2 separate regions of the Sus scrofa genome follow, and region 2 is linked to region 1. A link is a contact called in public promoter capture Hi-C data. All regions are on one chromosome and are shown on one strand. The core of a region is the stretch at or near the end of the contact, and the rest is flanking DNA. Distances in the headings are between cores, read along the strand shown.

Region 1 (6,327 bases), core at 1,828-4,327:
AAATCAATCTTACACCAAAAATTGATTAAACACCTGACTTTCCACACAGGGTCAATATCTGAGGAAGCAGATACAGTTTCCCTCCCTTAAGGAGCTCCTGATGAAGAAGTAAGAGACACAGCATGCCACAGAGTAGTATTTGTGGGCCAGTGACTGGCATTTTAGATAGTGGGCCAGGGAAGACCTCAAAGAAAAGGCAATTTATGAGTTAAACCTGAACCAGATGGAGTGAGTCCTGCAAACATTTGGAGGAAGAACATTCCAGACTGAGAGAACAGCATGTGCAAAGGCCCAGAGGTGGGAGTGGGCCTCGTATGTGGGGTAAAGAGTGGGATCAGAACAGAGACAAGAAGGGGAAGCAGGAGGAGATGCGGTCAGAGGAACCATTAAAATGGCAAGATCATCTAGAGAAAAAGCAAGCGAACCACAGCCCATGGACCACATGTGGTTTGCCATCTATTTGCTAATAGTTCTATTGGAACCTCAGCCATGCCCTTTGATTCACATGTTTTCTATGGATGCTTCAATCTGCAACAGTAGAGCTAAGAAGCTGCAACACAGACCACTTAGCCCACAAAGCCTAAAATCCTTGATACCTGGCCCTTTATGGAAAAGACTTTCTAACCTCTGATTTAAACAAATAGGGTTTTTTTTTTCTCCATGGCAGGAAGTCTAGAGTAGGGTGGTGAAGCTTATGCAGCAGCTTCATAATGTTAATGAAGACCCAGACTCCTTTTATCTTTGTATTCCACCAGCTTTAGTATGTGGACATGTTGTGTTATAACCTTAATATTGTTGCCAGTGCTCTAGACATTACACATTACATCCACATTTGAGACAGAAAGGCAGGGCAAAGTGGTATTCATTCGTTTCTTCTATCGGGAGAGCAAAAGTTGTCTTCACTCTCCCTCAAATCTCCCCACCTCCAGCACACCTATCCTCTCTTTGCTCAGAAGTAGGTCGTGTGACCCTTTCTAGTTTCAGAGGAAGCTGGAAAAGCCATGAAAAGGATTGTCATGATTGACTCAGATGCTTAGATGATGGCTTTCAACCTTTTTTGATTGTGCCCCACAGTGGGAGATGCTTTTTATATCACAGCCTAATATACATAACTGAAATATAATGCAAACAAAAGTTTCATGAGATACAACTTACACTTACTATGTGTTCTATATACTGATGTTTTCTATTTTAAAAAATACTAGTCAATTCACGCTCTAACTTAATTTCATGAAGTATAGTATGAAAAATACAAATTGTCGTGATCCATCACTAGGGGCTGGCACATTGCTGCCCAAACAACTTGCCCACTCTTGCTCTCTCCCTCTCTGTCTCTCTCTCAACTTTACCTTTTCTTTTCCTTTCCTTCCTTCTTCTTTTTCTTTCTTGCAAAGAAGGGAATGGGTACTGGATTGGCAACTAATGGTATACACAAGACCCACTGTAAGTGAGCTCCAGGCCAAACATAGTTTCATTGAATACTGAAGGAAAAGGTGATTCTCTAGAGGTACGTGATGTTGGACACTTATGTTCCATGTAAAATGGGGGTAGTAATACCTACTCCCCAGGAATGTTGAAGGCATTGTGTGGGATCCCTGTCGTAAAGCACCTAGCAGAGTGCCTGACACACCACGAGAGTGCAGGATACATCAGACTTCCCAGAAGCCAATCATCATTCCAGGCTAGTTCTCACCCTGGAGATGGTATCAGTTAGATCAGCATTCTTGAGGGCTGGAGGACCCGGACCACAGGGGTGCCCTGAGCTGGCAGAGGATGATTCATTCTTCACAATTTCCTGCAAAGCCAGAGCTGAACGATCCATGGCCTGGTCACCTTTAGCTCCCTCATTTTTACAGGTGGGAAAACTGAGACCCAGAGCAACTGCGACATGAAAAGATCGTGCAGGAAGTAGATGGCAGAGCCCAATCTCTTTACTCCAAATCCAGCAGCGCTAACAATGATAAGCACAGCCTCTCTCAAGTGGGCTCCAAGGGCCCATAGACAAATCTAGGGCTAATTTTTGCCTATGTAGGCAGCTGCATTTTTCTAGAAGGTCCATATCAGACTCTAAAATGTCCACATGACTCAAAGGATTAGGAACTACATGAGTTCCCATTGTGGTGCAGCAGAAATAAATCTGACAAGTATTCATGAGGACTTTGTTTTGGTCCCTGGCCTTCCTCAGTGGGTTGGGGATCCAGCGTTGCCTTGAGCTGTGGTGTAGGTCTAAGACAGCCATACGCCACAGGTGTGGCCCTATAACAGCAAAAAAAAAAAAAAAAAAAAGGAACTACAGATTGAATGAAAAGTAAAATTATGAAAAATAAAATTATTTATGGGGGAAGGGAGGGGAAATCTGAGGTCAGTACTGGAAATAGTGATATAAAACAGAAATTGCAAATGTTTCCATCAGCCTCTTCCCCTTCCCTGTCGCCCCCACACCCCAGAATCACTGACCTATTCTGAGTTCCCCAAAAGGCCTGTGGTCTTCTGTCCTCTTTGCAAGCAAATCCTCCAGCAGGCCTTAACTGGGAGGTTATCTCCTTTCAACCATCATAGAATCTGATTTCTTAAAAGCGGTGGAGCTTCGAGAGGCCACGTCAAGCAAACAGTAGGATTGCACGCAGGTGGCCCTTGAGCAAAAACTAACATTGCTCCAGACGGATAACCTCCTCTCTCAAGACACACACTAGTAATTGCGAGGCCTGCACGACCTTTGTTGGAAATCCAAGGGTGTCATTTCCCCCAGGGTCCCTGGCCTTGGCCCGCCTATCAGACCCTCCCGACCGATCCGAGCTGCTTCCTCAGTGGGTCTCCGGGAATTCCCGGAGTGTACGCCCGAGGGGACACCCTGGAAAGCCTACACGCCCCAAACCTTCTGCCCGGCTCCTGAGGCACCGCCCGGAGCCCGCCCTCCTCTGTGTACCCTGAGCTGGGCGGGCTGGACAAGGAGACTTTACGCAATTGGCCTGCGCTGGGAGAGAGGCGGAGCGGGGCGGGAAGAGCCGGGGAGGGGCGGGACGGAAAGGAAACAATAGGGCAGCTCTATTGGCCGGCGCTGGCGAGGGGCGGGGAGGGGCGGGCCCGACTCCCCAAGCTGGAGAGAACAGGGCAGTAGGCGCTGCGGAGGCACCTCGGGTGACTGCGAGGCGAGGCACTGGCAGCGGCTTCTGGACAGCGCAATGAGTGGACGGTGAGTGATGCATGGGCAAGAGAGTTCGGGGCGTCCACAGAGCACCAACTTCCCCCCACCGCCTGAGCCCAGGACTTTCCCCAGCCAGGAGCTCTTAAGTCTGGGCACTTGTGCGCCTTGCCTGCCGCGTGCAAAATCCCCTCCTTCTGCCAGCCTGGAGCATTCCGGGCCACGGGCCCAATGCTGAGAGTGGGCACTGTGCCATGCACCTCCTCCAAGGAGAGGGCACGTTAGGAGCTAAATCCTGCGCAGTCTACATCTTTGCTCACCTTGCCTCTCATCTTAGCCAGTATCCTAGAAGCGTTGATCTGAGAATTAGGGGGAAAGACTCAGCGTCTCTGGCACAACTCAGATTTCATGGATGGAAGACCATGAACACCCAGATAATAGCAGAAAGAAGGCTTCAGTGTCGCTATTTATAGAACATTTGATTTGTTCCCAGACCTGTGCTAAGAGCTTTAGCACAATATCACACCTACTTCTCATAGCCTTGATTATCCCTATTTTCAGATGAGAAAACCTGAGGCTTAAAATGTTACGGAATTGTCCACTTTTACCCAGATGAGTCAGCCTTGTAACCCAGGGCTTGTTGTGCCAGGTCTCATTCATTTTACCCACTGACTTCAGAGCTCACCCTGCCAGCCACCCTGCTCACCCCTGTGCTCCTGACTCTCAGTCCTGACTTCCCACTCAGAAGAAATGCTTCTGTTTTTATTAATCCGGCACAACCCTGGGGGAGGGAGGGCCTTCTCTCACTTGAGGATCAATGCCAGGACAGAGCCAGGGTTTCCTTAAAACACTATCTAGAGAGCTTTAGTAGTCCCACTTCACAGAGGAATTAAATATGATCACAATAAATAAGGGATTCTGGAATTTGAGCCCAAGCAGATTGGACTCCAAATCCATGTACTTGCACTTGCAGAAAGGCCCTCATTGTCAGTGTCTGTAGTTGAACTGCTCATGGCAAGATCGAGATTTGTTTCCAGACGCCATGAGTATACAATAAAGACAACTACTAAATTGCTGACCTGCCTGCCTCCTGCTCCCCAGAGTAATTCCTTAGCCACTGCCATTTGGTGGGCATTGTTAGGGTGAAGGAGGGAAGAAGGAAGGCTTGGAAAAGGAGAGGAGAAAAAGGGAAGGAGAGAAGGGGAAGGGAGAGAAGAGAAGAAGAATGTCTTAAACTTAGGTCAAAAAAAAAAAAATGCTGGCTGGAAGTTGTAGTGAGTGTATTTCAAGTGTCAGAACATTTTCATTAGTTTTTGTCATTATCCTCTCTGTGTGTGGTGCCGGTGGTTCAAGACTTTACAGGAAAAGTGAGATTGAGGCCACGGATTAAAGTGTTGGTGTGAAAGTTGGGATGTGGAGCCATGTGAGACTCTAGTGAGTGGTCTGGAGGTTGACAACAGAGTGAAGGTCCTGGGTCCCCCTGGGTCAGGGTCAACTAGACAATGACCTATAACAATAGAACATGAACAGAACTCCAGCATGTGCTATAATTCAGATCCTGTAAATGCAAAGGCTCAAAGAGGAGACTCTGACTATAGGGTCTACCAGAAAGCACCCTGGTTTTGAGAATGAATTCAGCCAGATGCCCTGGCTCACGCATTCTCTTGCCAAGAACCATCATCCTCTCTGATTCCTACATTGTCATCTCCAGAGCCTCGCAGTCTCTCTGGAGCTCCTGACTCCCACCATGACAACTATTGGGAACTTCCGTTTACTGTGGGTGAATCCCATGTGAGTCCCATCTTACCTGTTTCCTCATTCACCTTTACAGCAATGATTCAAATCATGAGGAACCTGAGTTTCATAGAGGAAAGGGACTTGCCTAAAGTCACATAGCTAAAGAATTCCAGAGCAGAGTTTTAAACTCAGATTCTTACAAAGCCCAGTGGTTATCCTATCACAGAATCCACTGAAGAAAATGTTGTCGAGTTGTTTTAAAGTAAATTAAATTCAAATGGGAAGTGGCTGCACTTCCCAAAGCTTCTGCACATTTTTCACTCTCGTTAAAGGGGAACTTGCAGTTTGCTCAGTCTCCTTTTCTGAGTGTCTGACCTCCTGTCCCAGATGCATTGCTGAGAGAGATTTGAAACGCCTTCTCCTTGCCTTGCCTGAACTTGAGGGGGGAGCATAATGAGGCTGTCATACAGCCCCATAGCTGCAGAGCTTGACGAGACCTGAAGAAACTCTAAACTGGCTGCCAGTACAATCCTGGGTAAACCGAGGCCCGAGAAATGGCACAACATGCTGGCATCACATGCAAAGTTGATACCCCAGAAAAGTTCACATCCAGACTTCTGTCTAGGATGCCCTTTGCCTCATCTCTCTTGCTGTGACACATTTCAGCAGTTCTTAACCTGGGACCTGGGGATCCAGGGGCACAGGAGCTGGGGCTTCCTGATCCCCCTACAATGGTATGCAAATTCAGTGTGTGCACATGTGCACACTCACCCACACTGGGCACTTTTCGGGGGCTGTATATGTTAAGCTTGCAAGAGACTCCAAAGGGCTCTGTGACCCAGAATATTGAGAGTGAACTGTGTCTCCCAGGAACTACCTCCAGCAGCTTCATGGGCACACAGGTCTGATGCAGTGTGTAGCACTTGCTGGGAGATAGGGAGAAGTGGGAGAGGGGGAGGGGCAGCCTTAGAGAGCACCAGTGCAGCCTGCAGCAGCCAGCACCTAGCACTCGGAGGGCCTTCCCCTCCAGCCCCTGGCGGTCAGAATATGGGCCAGTGGATATGGGCCAGTGGTCACTCTGAGTTCCTGTTTGGCTCAGGTACTCAGTATGGCTGAGAGGATTCCTGTTTCCCTAGATCCCCTCTTCCATAGGCAACATGCGAGCCCAGTCGGGAGGGAGACTCCCATGGGGCCACGGAGTGTGTGTGTGTGTGTGTGTGTGTGTGTGTGTGTGTGTGTGTATGTGTGCACTCTCACACGCAAGGGGAACGGGTGGATTGAAAAGGCTTTCTTGCCCCAGGTTGCCAGGCCTTGAAAGCAAGGGCATAAACCAGAGATCTGGCTGCAGGGGTCTGAGCACCGCACTGGGTCTAGCTGGGGGCTCTCAGAAAGCTCATGAGGAGGGCCAGCCTGCCTTGTGCAGAGGGCCAGGCTCTTCAGAGGAAGGG
Region 2 (6,327 bases), core at 1,065-3,564, 1.1 Mb before region 1:
GTTATGGAGAAGGAAGTGCATGGAGTTAGAAAACATGGGGTTTACTTCTGGCTCTGCTGCTCTCTGCAATAAAAGACATGGTGTTCCCCTTTAGCTCCCTCAGAATTTGACCTCTCCTCTGTAAGATAACGGCACCAAGGCAGAGAAGGGGCTGGCTAACCCCTTCCTTTTCAAAAATTCTATGATACTGACAGTCTTGACCTAACTTCCTAGAAATGGTTTTATGGAAACCAATGAGAAATTGGTCTTTAAAAAAATGCTGCATGGTAATTCAACTTCTTGTACCAATTAAACATGTAGATATGCTGGTATAAGCAACAAAACAATGAGAGCATGCAAGATGAGCAACCTATCTTATCTACCTAGGTGGTAAGTATGTAAAGAAATATCCAAGTATGTAGAGAAATATGTCACAATAAATTTTTGGATGTACAAAGATCAAAGGGATAAAAAAGGAGTGAAATTCTCCTTTTGGTAGGTGTGGGGGAATGATGCCTAGGAACCTTAATTCTTGGAGTTCCCTTCGTGGCTCTGTGGTTAACAATCCTGACTCGGTCTTAATTCTTAAAGAACACCTCTGATAATTGTGACGCACAGCCTGACTGAAGAGCCATTTCTGGGAGTGATCTGGTAACTACTCTGCTGTTATTTAACAAATTTCCTCATGTTTTTGATCTTTCGTGTTTAATAAATCATTGTTAATGTGCATACTTTTTTAATACACATCATCTGCTCATGACAAAAAGCACAGTTGTTTATAATTCTGTTTGTTTTCTTGAGACCACTAGATTGTGCATGTCACAACTCTGAATGAATTTCAATGTGAGTGAAATGTCTGGCAGGAAAAGGCATGGTTTGAGACACAGGACCAGACAAAAATGCTATGTGGAGTCTTTAATAAAAGAGCATAGCCCAGTGCTCTCGGGAGTGGGCCAAATTCATGGAAGCAGTGTAGTTCAGTGAAAACTGAGGTGGAATTTAAAGTCGCATGTTTTCTGTGCAGACCCTGATGACATCATTTGATAACCATACGCTCTTAGTATCTTAATGTTCTTACACTCATGTTTATAAGATGTTTTATGTCTCACGCTGAAGTATGACAATAAAAAGAAAAAACATAGAGAACCAAGACGGGACCTGACACCAGACAGGCACTCAAGTTAATCCTGATGTCCTTCCCAAGAAAAGAAAGGAAAGGAGAGGAAGGAAAGGAAAGTATTTCCAGTCTCAGAGAAGAAAAACTCCAACTCACCTGGAACTCGGTCATTTCCTCTTGTCAGCAAGGACAGACTCCTGGAAAGGTAGAGTTAGGGAAAGCGAAAAATCCATGTAAATCACGTCCACTTTGCAGGACACAGACAAGCCAATCCAGCAAGACTGTAGGAAAAAAGTTACTCAGCTCCTGCAACCTTCCTTCATACACCCTCTGCTGGGGTACCCTTCCTGTCTCTCCATGCTGCACCTCCCTCACCTCTCTCCACTGGGCTTCGGATCAAATATGCCAAGCCTCCCCCGCAAACCCACCAGGGTAAGAAATTCCCATCCTTCCCAGCAGCTCTTAAGATGTGCCCATTTCCCCAGGCTTCGCGGATTTTTTTGCCCTCAAGTTCTAGTTAGAGCAGTAGGAGCTGTCGGGTTAGATGTATCGCCTCTCCGGAGAGATTTCGGCTGCCCGACACCTGACGGCCTGACTCGTTTCTGGGGTGCACGGCCTGTGACGCACTCTCTTTTCACCGAGGACAGGGCTGTGGGGATGGAAACTTCAGTCCCTCAAAGGCCCCCTCTCGGTCCCTTAACGTCCACCGAAAATCTCCTTCGAGTAGGGCCAGTCACCGGCGTGGAAAAGGCCGGTATGGCCAACTGCGAAGCTCCCAGGCCAGCCGAGGCCGGAGCTCAGGCAGGCGAGAGGAGGGCCATTCGGAACCGCGGGCGGCTCAGCAGTGGGGGCCGCCTGGTCTCAGGTGATCGCCGCCGATCCTGGGAACGCAGCAGCGGCCGAAGCGCGTGGGCACACGTGCGGCCCGCGTTCTCATCTCCGCCAGGGCGCGCGCCCTCCCACGGCCGCCCGCCAGGCTTCCGGGTCCCTGCGGTCCAGCGCCTGCCCCGCAGCGTTCCCACAACTAGACAGCCAGATGCTTCGCTGCGGGCTGCTCCGGGCTGCGCCTTCTGCCAGACAGCTCTCACCTCCCACTTGGAGTCGGACACCTGGAAGCGCAAGATTCGCAACACTGGCAACACTGACCCGCACCCGCGCCTATGTGCCGAACTACAAGTCCCAGAAAGCCGCGGGCGGACCACGCCCACTTCCGGCGCCGCCCTGGGACCTAGCGCGGCGCGGCGTGGGAGGATAGTATCACGAGCTCCGTCCAGTGCCCTTCGCGGTTGTTTGAGGTCTGCGTCTGGTTCCTTGGAGTTATCCGTGTTAGTGCGTCTGTGTGTTTTAAATTATAAACGCATAAGAATTATTTTAGGAATACTCATTAAAGTGTATTTTCGTTTTATTAAAGCGCTAATGGGGTTAAAGAATGTACATTACCCGTAATTTTTTCCTCTCCTTCAAAAATCAGAAGTTCATTCATTTAGCGGCTTATACAAATATGCTTTTTGAAAACAAAAATGAGGTCATGCTGTATATAGAGGCCTGCAGTTTGATTTGTAAAATTTGATAGTACTGTGTATCATAGATTACACAGAAACCTTTCTCTCTGAGGCCCTTTTAGTTCTTAATGCCTTCAAGGGAATGGCACCAAAATTCTCCTCAGTGGCTTCTCCATTGTTTTCACCCCTCACTGAATGACACAGGGATGCTCACTTGGTCTCTCTGGAATACTTTCCCTTCAGATTAATCCTGGAGATGAAAGAGCTGTTTTCTAGTCCTCTCGTCTTTGTCTCTCCCCTTCTTGGTGTAGTTTCCAGTTGCTGCTGTAATAAATTACCATAAACTTAGTGACGTATCACAGACGCAAATTTCATCTTTTACAGTTCTGGGAGGTCGGAAGTCTGAAATCAGTTTCACTGCACTAAAGTCAAGGTGTCAGCACTGCTGGGTTCTTCTGGAGGTTCTAGAGGAGGATCTATTTCCTTGCCTTTCTCAAGGTAATTCATGGTCTATGTTCCTTGGTTTGTGATCTCTTCCTACGTCTTCAAAGCATATGACTCCAATCTCTGCTTCCTTTGAAGTTAATAAGGTAGCTTGATAGTTACTTTCTCTGGTGCAGACTCTTCCAGAGAACTAACTACATGTGATTACATCAGGCCCACTTGGTTAATCCAAAACAATCTCTCCACATCATGATCTTAAATTTTGTCACATTTACAAATCCCTTTTTGCTCTATAAGGTAGCACTCATGGTTTCTGGGGATTAACGTGGATATTTTAGAGGGCCTACCACATTTGGAGAGCCTCCTCCTCGGAGGTGCTCTCCTGCCTTTGGTCTGGGGAACAAAAGATCTCTCTGGGACCTGATGTTCCCCTAAATCTTCCCTATCCATCCCATCACTCTTGCCCTGACTCTCACGCCTTTATGTTCTCATTTTCCACCCCACCCAATTTAGAGGGAGTGGCTCATAATTATGATCAGTGTCTTGCTCCTATCTTCCTTGGTTTTATTTTCCTGATAAAATATCAAATCTAGTTGAATCCAACTCCTTGCCTATTTCACACCTGTACCTGTGTAGCAGATGTGTCCTGAGAAAAATATGGCTCTGGTGATTGGTCTCACTTTCAGTTTATGACTGCTAAGGTCAAGTGGGCCGTCAGTGCTGCTCAATTATCCCATTACACTTTCTTAGTTCATTCATTCTCCTAAATGACTATCTCACAGTTTCTCGTCTTTCTTCAAGCCTCCAATAACTACTTCTCTCATCTCAATCACAGCTGATGACCCTTGCTTTCTCTGAGAAGAGAGAACTTTTATACCCTCACACAAGCACATCTGCCCACCTCTTTCCACTGGAGCCTATTTTTTCTACCTTCCATTCTGAATGAACCGCCCCAGTTTCTATTTAAGAAAACTTGGAGTTCCCATTGTAGCTCAGTAGGTTAAGAATCGGACATGGTATCCATGAAGATGCGGGTTCAATCCCTGGCCTCGCTTGGTGAATTAAGGATCTGGTGTTGCTGCAAGCTGTGATGTAGGTCTCAGATGTGGCTTGGATCCTGGGTTGCTGTGCCTGTGGTGTAGGCTGGGGGAGTGGGGAGGGGGAAAGAAAAGAAAGAAAACTCTCCGTTTGTACCCTGAATCTTATCCCCTTCCTCACACATGAGGGCATTCCCTTCTCTCTTCTGTGTTATCAATTTTCATTCTGTAAGAACTTGGGAGATCTTCATTTGGGGGCTATATCTTCTGTGTGTTAAGGTCTTGGGAGGAGCACTAGTCAGGGAGCATCTGAGTCCTTAAGTCTATCTGGGAAGCCCTTAGGAGACATGCAGAATTAAAGGTGGAGGCACTTCTCTTTCTTCCTGGGTGATCTGCTTTGGGCTCGTGGCCCAGTGTTCATCCTTGCCTATGAACAGCACTGTGCAGTAGGGGTTCTTCCTCATTCACTCTTCTTTTTTATTTTTTTTTAATTTTTAAAGAATTTTTTAATGTTTTTATTTTTTTTGTCTTTTTGCTATTTCTTTGGGCCGTTCCCGCGGCATATGGAGGTTCCCAGGCTAGGGGTCCAATCAGAGCTGTAGCCACCAGCCTACGTCAGAGCCACAGCAACGCAGGATCCGAGCCGCGTCTGCAACCTACACCACAGCTCACGGCAACGCCGGATCGTTAACCCACTGAGCAAGGGCAGGGACCGAACCCGCAACCTCATGGTTCCTAGTCGGATTTGTTAACCACTGTGCCACGACGGGAACTCCTCATTCACTCTTCTTAAAAGGAAGGCACAGAGGCTGTGAGAGAGAGGCAGTGACTTGCCCAAGGTCCTGCTACTACTAAATGGCAGAGCCAGTGTCCAAACCCAGCACCTTGGGTATTGAACTGGGTCACTTCCACTGTAGCACATTTTTCATCTCATCTTTTCAGCACATCACAGTTGGAACAGGTCAGGCTAGAGATGAGGAGAGGATTTTCTGTTGGACCCCTTGGGCCCCACCTCCCAGTCCAGCCTGCTGGGGTGATTGCTCCAACCCAGAAGTGCCCCAGACCAAGCTGCGTAGTGGCAGATGCAGACCTGGCCATGCTGGACTCCTGAGAAAGCTGGAGAAACCACAGTTAGAGCTGGAAAAGGGAGTCCAGGGCTCTTGTGTAGATTTGAGCCCTTTTTCAACCCGTTTGGCTCCTGACTGGAGCAGGGGCTCACAGAGCTCTTTCCTTCCAGATCTCTTGGATCTCTGAGTTACAAGAATGTCTGCAGCTCTATTATCTGACCTGTTACCAGGATGTCCTCAAAAACTGTAGAAATGGAGGTGATTGATTGGGAGAGTCTTGTTCAGCTCTCTTCACCTTTCAGACTGATAATTGAGGCCCAGAGAAAAGAGAATTGTTCAGGTGCACCCAGACAGGAGGGGAGAGAGGAGGGAAGTTAATCTCGCCCAGTAATGATGAGCTCTTGATGTTCCCTTGCTAGGGTCCAGGAAAGATGGCCGAAGGGCTAGAAAAACTCATCATTATAGTGCAAGTGCTGCTAGAAGCAACTCAGCATCATTCCTGCATTTTTATTTATTTATTTATTTATTTATTTTTTGCTTTTTAGGGCCACACCTGCAGTATATGGAAGTTCCCAGTCTAGGGGTCAAATCAAAGCTACAGCTGCCGGCCTACGCCATAGCCACAGCAACACTACAGGTCGTAGCTATGCCAGATCCTTAACCCACTGAGGATGGGTTGGTAGTCGGGTTTGTTACCACTGAGCCATGACAGGAGCTCCTCCTGCCCTTTTTCATTCAGGAGCACTCATTGAGTATATTCTGTGTATCTTGTCACAGGGATGCTGTTTCTCTTCAGAGTTCCACTTGCACTGGGGATAAGGAGAGTTTCAGTGGGTTTTCAGCATTATGAACCCTCTCTCTTCCCTCATCGGCCTCTTCTCCCTCATTGTGTGCCATTGCTACACTTCTCACCTTTATTCACACTCCACATGTTGACTTTCTGAAAGATGTTGGGCACAGCCAACTAAGGACACTAATGTGTAGATAACAACTTAAAATGTATCCTCTCAATCCAAGGATAAATGTGTCATACGGTATCCCTAAAGATCTAGAAATCTTTAAACAAAAATTGTGGCTTTTTAGATGTTACACTGGGATAATAGAGATTTGTTTTTTTTAACTCAGTGAATTTTATTGTAGCTATACAACCATCAGAGTTTTTGTTTTGTTTTTTTTTTTAA

What was found. Promoter capture Hi-C pulls out the DNA fragments that hold promoters and counts their contacts.
Region 2: a promoter capture Hi-C map of fetal skeletal muscle shows a contact between it and region 1, with 3 times the contacts expected there. The contact joins the promoter of ZNF239 here to the promoter of RASSF4 in region 1. A contact is called at or near these places in 1 of 5 promoter capture datasets (fetal skeletal muscle) and 1 of 2 datasets of contacts at active chromatin or transcription factors (alveolar macrophages).

Annotation. Positions count from the first base shown.
Region 1 is chr14:91,135,243-91,141,569 of Sscrofa11.1, reverse strand. RASSF4 (Ras association (RalGDS/AF-6) domain family member 4) reads left to right here and starts at 3,077. Exons shown (of 11, transcript NM_001243337.1): 1 at 3,077-3,193.
Region 2 is chr14:92,185,812-92,192,138 of Sscrofa11.1, reverse strand. It overlaps ZNF239 (zinc finger protein 239), which reads right to left and starts at 2,314. Exons shown (of 3, transcript XM_021073009.1): 1 at 1,253-2,314. It also overlaps the pseudogene LOC102167823.